2 separate regions of the Mus musculus genome follow, and region 1 is linked to region 2. A link is a contact called in public HiChIP or PLAC-seq data. All regions are on one chromosome and are shown on one strand. Each heading gives the region's core, a stretch centred on a gene start, on an enhancer-like site or on the middle of the called end of the contact. The rest is flanking DNA. Distances are from core to core; before and after follow the strand shown.

Region 1 (4,582 bases), core at 1,542-4,041, 580 kb after region 2:
TTGTTTGTTTGGTTGGTTTGGTTTGATTATTGAGACAAGGTTTCTCTATGTAATTCTGGCTGTCCTGGAACTTACTATGTAGACTAGGTAGGCCCCGAACTCACAGAGATCTACCTGTCACTGCCTCCTGAGTGCCGGGATTAAAGGCATGCTCTACTACCATCTTAGTAAGGTTGTTTCATTTTTAATTATGTGTGTGGGTATGTGCACACAAGGGCAGATGAGGGTGTCAGATCCCCTGGACCTGGAGTCACAGGCGGTTGTGAGCTGGGAACCAAACCCACGGCTTCTGCCAAGACTTGTGTGCACTCTTAACCACTGAGCCATCTCTCCAGCCCTTTGTGGTTTTCTTTTTAAACAAAGCATCTTACACTCTCTTGAGGACCAGGAAGGGAGACTTTATAGCACATTATACATGGACACTCACTAAGATTCTGGGCAAGCTTCTTTTTTCTGGTCTGTTAGCAATTCAACTATCTTTCTTGTTCCTTTCTGGTTGGTTGTTTTTGTTTTTCCTTTCAGAGTCTCATTCTAGCTCAGGCTGGCCTGGAACTTACTTGGTAGCCCAGGCTAACCAAAATCTATTGGTGCCTACATTAGCACTAGGATTACAGGTGTGAGCCACCATACATGGCCTTACAGTTATGTTTTAGTTTCAAAATACTCCTGAGGGCTTTGGCCACTGTGCTATTATCAAGCCCCCTCTTTCCTAGATGACTTTCCTTCTGCTTACTCCTGTGATGGCTATCCATGGTTGCCAACTTGACTACATCTGGAATTCACTAAAAGCCAAAATGACCTGGCACAACTGTGAGGTTTTTTTTTTCTCTCTCTCTCTTAATTAAATCATTTGCCCTCCTGGTCTCCCACGGCTCCCTTGGTAGGTCACAGCAGTGTGTGCAGTGGTGGCCACTCCATGACAGGTTTGTCATGGCACCTGGTACTGCCATGGTGCCCAAGAGGAAGGTTATCTGGGTTGAAGGAGCCAAGGTGGAGCCCAGGAGCCACTCCCTGGCACTGTTGGGGATAGCGGGAGACAATAAATCACCAGAGTAAAACTGTAAACAGAAGGGAAGAGTGAAAAACTCATCTGAAGGAGGAAGACCCACTTCTAATCCCAATCTCTGTAGGAAGATACACCTGGGATCCAGAGCTTTTAAAGTGGAAGATAAACCTTTATAACCTGGGCCACACCTTCTGCAGACAGCCTATATAAAGTCATGGAAGAAGGAAACTTTCTCTCTCTCTCTCTCTCTCTCTCTCTCTCTCTCTCTCTCTCTAGCAAGTCCATTCCTTCACTGGCATTAGAGCCTACTTCTTTAGGATTCCCACATGTATTGAAGACCAGCATCCCCCCCCCCCCAATAAAAGTGCTTTTTAAAGGTAACTATCAGTACCACTGCACAAACAAGAGAAGATTCAATACCAAATACGTAGGAAATACAGGTTTACAGCGCAAAAGGCATCTTCTAGAGAAGGGCAGTTGGCAACTTTATATTAATAGTGGAAACAAAATATTTTAAAAGTATTTAACGGGGCTGGGGAGATGGCTCTGTGGTTAAGAGCACTGACTGCTCTTCTGAAGGTCCTGAGTTCAAGTCCCAGCAACCACATGGTGGCTCACAACCACCCGTAACGAGATCTGACGCCCTCTTCTGGTGCGTCTGAAGACAGCTACAGTGTGCTTAGATATAGTAATAAGTAAATCTTTAGGCCGGCAAGCAGGCAAACTGGAGCGAGTGGGGCCGACCGGAGCGAGCAGAGGTCCTGCATTCAAATTCCCAGCAACCACATGATGGCTCACAACCATCTGTATAGCTATCGTGTACTCATATACATAAAATAAACAAGCAAACAAACAAATACATCTTTACAAAAATATTTATCACACTTTGAACCAATTCTAAGGCTCTACTTGAAAAATTATTGAAAGTTCAGTTTCACTGAAATGACAGCTACAAATGGAAACAAACCCATTAAGGCTTTTGTTCAGTTCAGAACGTACTCTCTCTTAATTGCGAGAAGCGAAGGGACAGCTGCTCTGGGGCCCTGTTCCTCCTAAGACCCAGGAAACAGAACATGTTCTTACAGGGAAGTGTGACTCAGCGGCTCGCATGCCAGTATGAAGTGGCCAGTGGTTCTTTCCAGAGAGTTCTTTTGAGTCGTGGACCGACCCCGAGTGAGAGCTGACATCCATGAAGGATGAGAAGAGACACATGGAGATGGTGTAGGCATGAGCTCTTCCTGCCCTTTTCCCCCCTCTTCTGCTGCCCCAGCCTAATCAAAGCTCGAGGCCTGGAGGCCATCAGGCGGAAGTGTCCTGAGTGGTACGCTTTCAACAATTCCTGGAGTGACCACATAAACGAAGTACTCCCTGGGAGGCCAAATGGGACAGCACCCTTCTCTGTCAGAGGCCCGAGGTAGTATCACAAGACTTAACAGGCATCCGATGGAAAGTGACTTCAAGGAGAGCTGGAACCAGCCACACACTGACATCACCTATAGCAGGAACATTCTGGGTTGGACATGCCCCCCGCCCCCCAACCTCCCAATGTGTCTTTTATCATTGATTTTCTTAAGACTAGCTGTGAGACCCCAGAGGGTCTAGAAAACCCTTCCTATATGTAGATAGAAGACCCTCCAAGTGAGGTTTTCCTGGCCCCACTCCTGGGGGAGGGTGGGTGTTCCAGGAACTGAGACTCACCGGCAGCGGCTGTCACACACAACACACACATAGGTCTGGATCCTGTTTTCCAGGCAGTATTTATTTTGTATTCAGGTTGGGCTCACCCCTGCATTCCACAAGCAAGCACTATCCATGAATCAGAAGTGTGCAAAGGTCACCCCAGGGAAATAGGGTACAGCTCTAACTCTAAAAATCTCTAAACTTTTTTTTTTTTTGGAAACTTCCACAATGCATTTAAGACTCTCTTCCTGGAAGGAAGCCAAGGGAACTTTATAAACCAACGGAGAATCCCAAAGCTAAGAAGACTGTTCTGGTTGATGTCTTCAGGTCGGACCACTTTTAGCATTGGGGAGGACGGTGAGTAATTCTGTAGTCACACTTACATTGGCTTTCCCAAGAAGGATTAACACAAGAGCTAACGAGTGTGACTTGACAGCGGATGCCCCTTCCCACTTATGTCTAGTGACAGCTTTCTTATTTAGGGGAAAGGTAACTGAGACAGGATCTTGCTATGAAGTTCAGGCAGGACTTGAATTCACCATCTCTCTGCCTTAGCCTCCTGGTTGCCGAAATCACAGGCATTAGCACAATACCTGACAAGCAAGCACATTCTCGTAGGATCCATGTGAGGGGCACCAGACAGTCCTGTGTGTCTGGGTTCCTCCCAAATTCTTTACTGTGGGAAAATACAAAGGTGCTCAGGGCTGCAAGCTTATCTCCTCTCCTCTCCTCTCCTCTCCTCTCCTCTCCTCTCCTCTCCTCTCCTCTCCTCTCCTCTCCTCTCCTCTCCTCTCCTCTCCTCTCCTCTCCTCTCCTCTTTCCTCCCCTTCCTTCCTTCCTCCCTCCTTCCTTCCCTCCCTCCCTCCTTTCCTTCCTTCCTTCCTTCCTTCCTTCCTTCCTTCCTTCCTTCCTTCCTTCCTTCCTTCCTTCCTTTGCCTGTTGAGCTCCTTGAGGTGGGGGCCTGCTGGCCTTACCTATCCTGAGGCATGGGCCCTGGGATGGCACTCAAATACTTAGTGAATGAGAGGATTCAGTCGTGTATTGGCAGTCGTGTATTGCAGCCTGTTTAGGTGCAAAGATACGAGGCGGGTTTCTATATGGGCAGGGTGGCAGGGGAAGACTGCTCCAGTGCCTTCCAGAGGCTGCTTTTCCTTGGAAAGAGAAAGGCGGCTACAAGGAATTGCCAATGCAATTTGCCGAGGAGGTGACATAGGCTGGCACTTTCCCAGCTAAGAGTCACTGGACCCTGTGGAGAGTGAGGTGGGCATTTTGACCTCCTTAAATCCTTCCAGCCACAGTCTGAGGCCATTTGGGAGAGAAGCATGCAGAGAGCAGTACCTGCCCCAGCTTCTCCCAACTCAATGTCAATCACTGGCTGGTTGCAAGGTGTCACTTGTTCCTGTCTTGTGGCAACAGTTTTGCTTATACCCCTTGGCCTTCCTCCCCAGACAACTCTCCCACACCAAGCTCAGGCCCATTAGACCCAAAACCACAGAATATCTGCCAGGTGTTCCCTGGTAGCCCCCGAGGTTTCCAGATAGCTCCATCAATACATTTATTTCTTGGGGACAGCCTATCCCCAGAGTTCAAGTTCCACTGCCCCCATATAACCTCCTCATTTCCTCTTGGAGCAGGAAGTCAGTTCCTTGTGATAATGGCACCTCAACTCCTTGCTTCTATCTTCAGAGGCTGGATAGGTGACAGTATCAAGAAGAGTAGTCAGGGTGTGGCTTGTGGCTCAGACCCCTTCTGTTCATAGACCATGTCTGAGCAGGAGTAGTCTTTGCTTCCATAAACTGAGACGTGCTTGCATGAATTTCCCCCTCAGACTAGAGCCACCAAGAACGGCACAGTGCACAAGTTATTTTCCTCATTGCTTACTAAGACAGCAGACAA
Region 2 (5,145 bases), core at 1,240-3,739:
TACATATATTTGTTCTGTAGACAAATTTATGTTTACAAATATCTGTGTACAAGTACACATTGGCTGACCTTCAATTTCCTAGGTATGCTAAGGTTGACCTTGAACTCCTGATCCTCCTGCCTCTGTTGCCCAAGTGCTGGGACTACAGGTATGTGTGACCACATCCATGATTTATTCTATCATACTTCTGTGGTGCTGGGGAGTGCGCCAGGACTTTCTGCGCACCAGGCAAGTGTTACGGCCACAGAGCTCATACCCAGCCTTGATTAATTTTTAAACAAACCATTAAGTGTTAGTTTAAACATTAAAATTTCCGGAAATTGCATGGGCTTTTCGGGCAGACGGGCAAGGTTCAAGTGCTCACATACCTGTGACACCTGACTCGGTCTCCTCCTCTCTCCTTCTCCCCTCCCCCTCCTCTTCCTCCAGCCAGCCATTCCTCACAGGGCTGGGTCAAGAGTTCAGAACTCTGACACTGTTGTGTGACAGCAAGCAATGGTGGCGTGCCTGTAACACGTCCATGGAAAGAGAAAGAAGTGCCTTTCTCTCACCCTGCAAGAGGGAGCTCAAGGCAGTGAGCAAGACCAAGCCGCAGCCTCTCCAGAGCAGCATCTCATGAAAGCCACTTTCCTGCCTATAGGGAGATATGGAAAGCACCTGGCTCCTGTCCAGCCCCAGCTGGTCCGGCTGGTCTACAGACTAAGCCTCATCAAGCACTGGTGCCTAGAACAGCTCTTCCAGGAAAGCTATCTGGAGGACTACAGAGCAAGCCACCTGGTGCAGGCGGAGGAAAGGAGCCCGGGGAGGCAGGGGTGCCGCCTTCTTCCCTCTGTGAGACTTTGGGGGAACCCCTAAGCAGCTTCTCCATCCATCATACAGAATCCCTCCTACTGCCCCACCCAAGGTAGGGAGGAGGCCACAGGAAGGATGGAAGGGGAGACCTGCATGCCGGCAATTCCGCAGCCAGTGAGAGGACCCCATTACTTCCCTTAGACCCCGCAGCCAGCACAGATCGTCAGACCAGTTTCCTCAGCCTCTGTCCGAACAGCCCCACTTTACCTGATGGGCTTCCTGACTCCTGAGCTGGTGTCTGTCAGAGGCTTTGCTCCCTGCCTGGCACAGGAGCATGGAGATATTCCTTTGAGACTTGAGACTGGTCCCCCACCACCACCCCTGCCCGGACCTCCTCCGTTGCAGCTGTGGTCATTGCAACCATCCTGTCAGAGAGCTGAGTCAGAGAAGGCCACTGAGTCACGGCCACTAGGACCGCATTTGTCCGCCCGGCAGATGCTAAAACGGTGCTAAGCCAATTGTGGTCTTGGCATCCAGACAGCTGGGTTGCAAATGCATGGTTACTATAGTTACAAAATGAACTGAACTCAACGCTGCTATGGCACAGGGCACTTTGAACCCTGGAAGAAAGTTATTCAGAAGGGTCCCCCACTCGTTTTTGGCTTTGAGACAGAGTCTCTTGTAGCTCAGCCTTGCCTCAAACTCACCACATAGCCAAGACCTGGAACTTCTCTGATCAAGGGCTGGGACTATAGGCATGCACCCTTATGCCCAGTTTCCTCCAGTGCTGGAGATCTAATCGTGTGGTTTCATGCGCGCTGAGCAGGCATGTTACCAACTGAACTACATCCATTCAATGGGATAAGGCGGATCCTGGTCAAGGATATGGTTGCCCTAAGCAGGTTGAGCCACACTCGCAGGGAAATGAGCACCCACACACACACATACACACACACCACTAATGGTGTGAAGTCAGCCAGGCTGGAATCGGGCAGTGCTGACTCTCTGGTCTGGGATGGGGATGGAATGTAGCAGCTGGCTTAGCACCTAACATCGGAACCTGAAAGGGGGGGGGGAGACGGGGCGGGGCAGGGGTGGACAAGGGACTCAAGAGCTCTGGCCACCATGCATGAGTTCGAATCCCATATACCAGCCTCTGGCTGCCTCAGGCAACAGCTTACCCCAGGCCTGGTTCTCAGAAGGTATAGTACTGGCGGCATAGTTGAGGCAAGGATTTGAGATTCTGTCTGGTTTATGGTAGTGCTGGGCATAGCCCAAGGTGCACTGTAGCAGCTGTTGTGTAAGGCAGAGGTCAAGGTTTGTGGCAACTCCCTGAGCCTGCTATGCCCACACTTGCTGCATATAACCTTGGCCTGGACTGATCACATCAGAAGGGAACAGAGCCTCAGCGACAAACTGGCTTTGTCTTCAAGCCACATGGGAGTTTTCCTCTGCAGCTCCCCCATCCCTCCTCACTTGCTTCCACTGGGAGAGAGTTCTCCAGTCCATGAGGCAGCTGCTCCACATACAGTTTAGTCCGCAAGCTCTCCACCCTGCTAACTGCCCTTCAGTGTTCTCGCCAGGGACTTTCCAATGTGTGGAATCCACTCATTCACAGAGAGTAGGAATCCTCTGAACAGGGCCCCAGTTGTTCCTCCAGGACGCCTGAAGACTGGGCGACTCATCAGAGCCAGAGTCTGCAGTACTGCTTGAGACAGGAAGCTTGGTTTCTACAGACCAGGCACAAGTGTTCACATGCATCTCTCTACTCAGTCCCCATAGAACTCCTGTGAGAAGTTTTCTGTAAAATTGTGGTTTTAAAAAAAAATGCTAGCCAGGCGGTGGTGGCACACGCCTTTAATCCCAGCACTTGGGAGGCAGAAGCAGGCGGATTTCTGAGTTCAAGGCCAGCCTGGTCTACAAAGTGAGCTCCAGGACAGCCAGGGATACACAGAGAAACCCTGTCTCGAACCCCCCCCCCCAAAAAAAAGCAGGAGATGTGGCTTGGTCTGTAGAGCGCTTGTCTAACAAGCACAAAGCCCCAGGGTTAATCCCAGCACTGTAAAAACTGGGCATGGTGGCCTGGATGAGGCCAGCACTTGGCAGCTGGAGGCAGGGAGAAGAGCATTACAGGTAATCCTCGGCTTCTCATTTTAATAATTTTTCAGTGCACAGTTCAGCGGCATTGAACATTCATGCTGCTGTGACACTCCTGTCCCCACCTGTCTCTGAAAGAAAGATCAAATTTCAAGACCTGTAAGTCATATAAAGTAAACAGAAATTGCTGGTTGTTTGTGAGCCTAGAGGCTGCCTGGGGCTGAGAACAAAGAAAAACAAACCCAAGCATGCCCCGTAGTTAAAACATTCCTGGGAACAGCTTGACCATAAAGATAAAGAGGAATGTGAGGACATCTGAACTGAGTCAACAACTCACAATACTCTGACACCCTGACCTGCACGTATTCTTTTGCTGACGTTTGAATAAGCCAATAGTGTGTCACTATGCTGAATTCCCCACCCCTAAGCCCTTTACCCCATAAAACCCCCTAACTTTCGAGCCTTGGGGTCGAATTCACTGTCTCCTGCGTGAGATATGTTTCGACCCGGAGTTCTGCCATTAAACTGCCTCATATGTTTGCAGCAAGAAGGATTCTCGTGTTTCTTTGGGTGCGCTCTCTCTCCTGAGACTAGATTGGGGGTCCCCGAAAGGGGGTCTTACATCTCCACAACTGACATGCTGCTTCCACTCTTTCTGGTTCTCTAGCCCTGTGGATCATACAGTTTTTATCCTTTTGTGTTTGGCTTATTTCACTCAGTGAATTGTTCCTCCTCCTCCTCCTCCTCCTCCTCCTCTTCCTCCTCCTCCTCCTCCTTCTTCTTCATTTTTCAAGACAGGGTTTCTCTCTGTTGCCCTGACTATCTTGGAACTTGCTCTGTAGGCCAGGCTGGCCTCAAACTCACAGAGATAGTCTTACCTGTGCCTCCTGAGTGCTAAGATTCAAAGTGTGTACCACCACCACCTGACCCATTTCCTTCCTTTTAAAGACTGAATAGTATCTCTGTGTACAGATATGTCCCATATGACTTCTCCACTCCTCTGTGGAATAGTAGGCTGCTTCTTACCTCTTGTCTAATAAGAATGTGAACATGCTATGAACATGGGTGTATAAATACCTCTTGGAGACCCTGCTTATAATTCTTTTCAGCATATATCCAGATGTGGAATAGCTGGAGATGGTAATTCTTCCTTCTTTAAGGAATGGTCAGTGTTCCCTTGCACCAACAGTGCACAGACTTCCAATCTCTCTCTCCATATTCCTCTCTCTCTCTCCATATTGCACTTGCACTCTCTCTCTCTGTCTCTCTGCATGTGTGCCTATCTTTCTGTTTCTCTCTCTATTTCTCTCTGTCTCTGTCACTGTCTCTCTCTCTCTTCATAGCCATCTTCATAGCCACAATGTAGTCTGTAGAGATGCCATTTTCATTCCAGTTTATGGCTCCATGGTACCAGTGTTGAGGACAGCAGGAGGAATGACTAGGATTCAAGCCCAAGGCTGTCTGCAGCTGTCCGGTTTTCTGTCTCCTCCTCACTGCCCTACTGGTTGGTCAGTGTCCCCTGGGAGGCCCCACCATTCAGAGCCTGCCAGAGTAGAGAGGAGATGGTGGAACTGTAAGACTGACTCCAGCCCTCAGATTTCCCTGACCAAAAACAACCCTGAAACTAAGACTTGAGGCCAGGCCTACTTAGACAGGTAGGAGTTTGGCCTCAGGGCTGACTTAGTTATCTGATGGGCCAGGATCTGCCAGGTGACTCCTGGATTACCATGTGGTAAGAGAGACTGGGTGCCACAAAGGTTCTAGACTGTAATGAGGTCACTGAGGCGGCCTAAGTGATGGAGCGGTCTAGGCTGAGCAGGCCTGTCCAATGTCCTCGCTTATCCCTGCCTTCTCACTTCCCACCTGCCTGATCCTGGGTCAGTTGGGGCTATCTGGGTCTCACTTCTCCATCTGTGAGGTGGAGGAGACTGACTGGTGTTTTGCAAGAAGCCATGAGCATTGACCAAGCCCAGCCACCAAACCCTGCCCACCACAGCTGCCTTCGCTCACGACGCCCTTACCCCACGATGCTAGCTCACATGTGTTTCGTGGTTGTCCCTAGTCACTTGCCTCTCCCCACTGAAGACTGGCAGAGGCTTGAGATTAAGGAATCAGTCTTCTAGGTGACTCCTGTGAAGATGAACACATGTGGTCCCCAAGTTCCGAAAGTCGGCTTCTTAAAGATGAAATAATACTTATTTGGGGAAAAATAAAGCCAGAGTCATAGATACGTGCCGCAGCGCTGTTCAGAACAGT

What was found. HiChIP or PLAC-seq counts read pairs in DNA pulled down with a chosen protein or histone mark.
Region 1: a FOXA1 HiChIP or PLAC-seq map of pancreatic cancer cells shows a contact between it and region 2. The contact joins two enhancer-like sites. A contact is called at or near these places in 2 of 39 promoter capture datasets (liver and pre-B cells), 1 of 115 datasets of contacts at active chromatin or transcription factors (pancreatic cancer cells) and 2 of 9 other capture datasets (adipose tissue and liver).

What each region holds. Positions count from the first base shown.
Region 1 is chr8:111,367,805-111,372,386 of GRCm38.p6, forward strand. All of the region lies in intron 1 of Fa2h (fatty acid 2-hydroxylase), which reads right to left. Among named protein-coding and RNA genes, the nearest start is that of Fa2h, 24 kb to the right of the region's middle. Within about 2 kb of position 2,792, at least 16 of the 459 cell types and tissues checked have an H3K27ac peak or open chromatin away from gene starts, as enhancers often do. A contact at or near this core is called in pancreatic cancer cells, where this site is marked.
Region 2 is chr8:110,792,437-110,797,581 of GRCm38.p6, forward strand. The region is part of intron 1 of Il34 (interleukin 34); the gene reads right to left. Among named protein-coding and RNA genes, the nearest start is that of Gm15895, 10 kb to the right of the region's middle. Within about 2 kb of position 2,490, at least 45 of the 459 cell types and tissues checked have an H3K27ac peak or open chromatin away from gene starts, as enhancers often do. A contact at or near this core is called in pancreatic cancer cells, where this site is marked.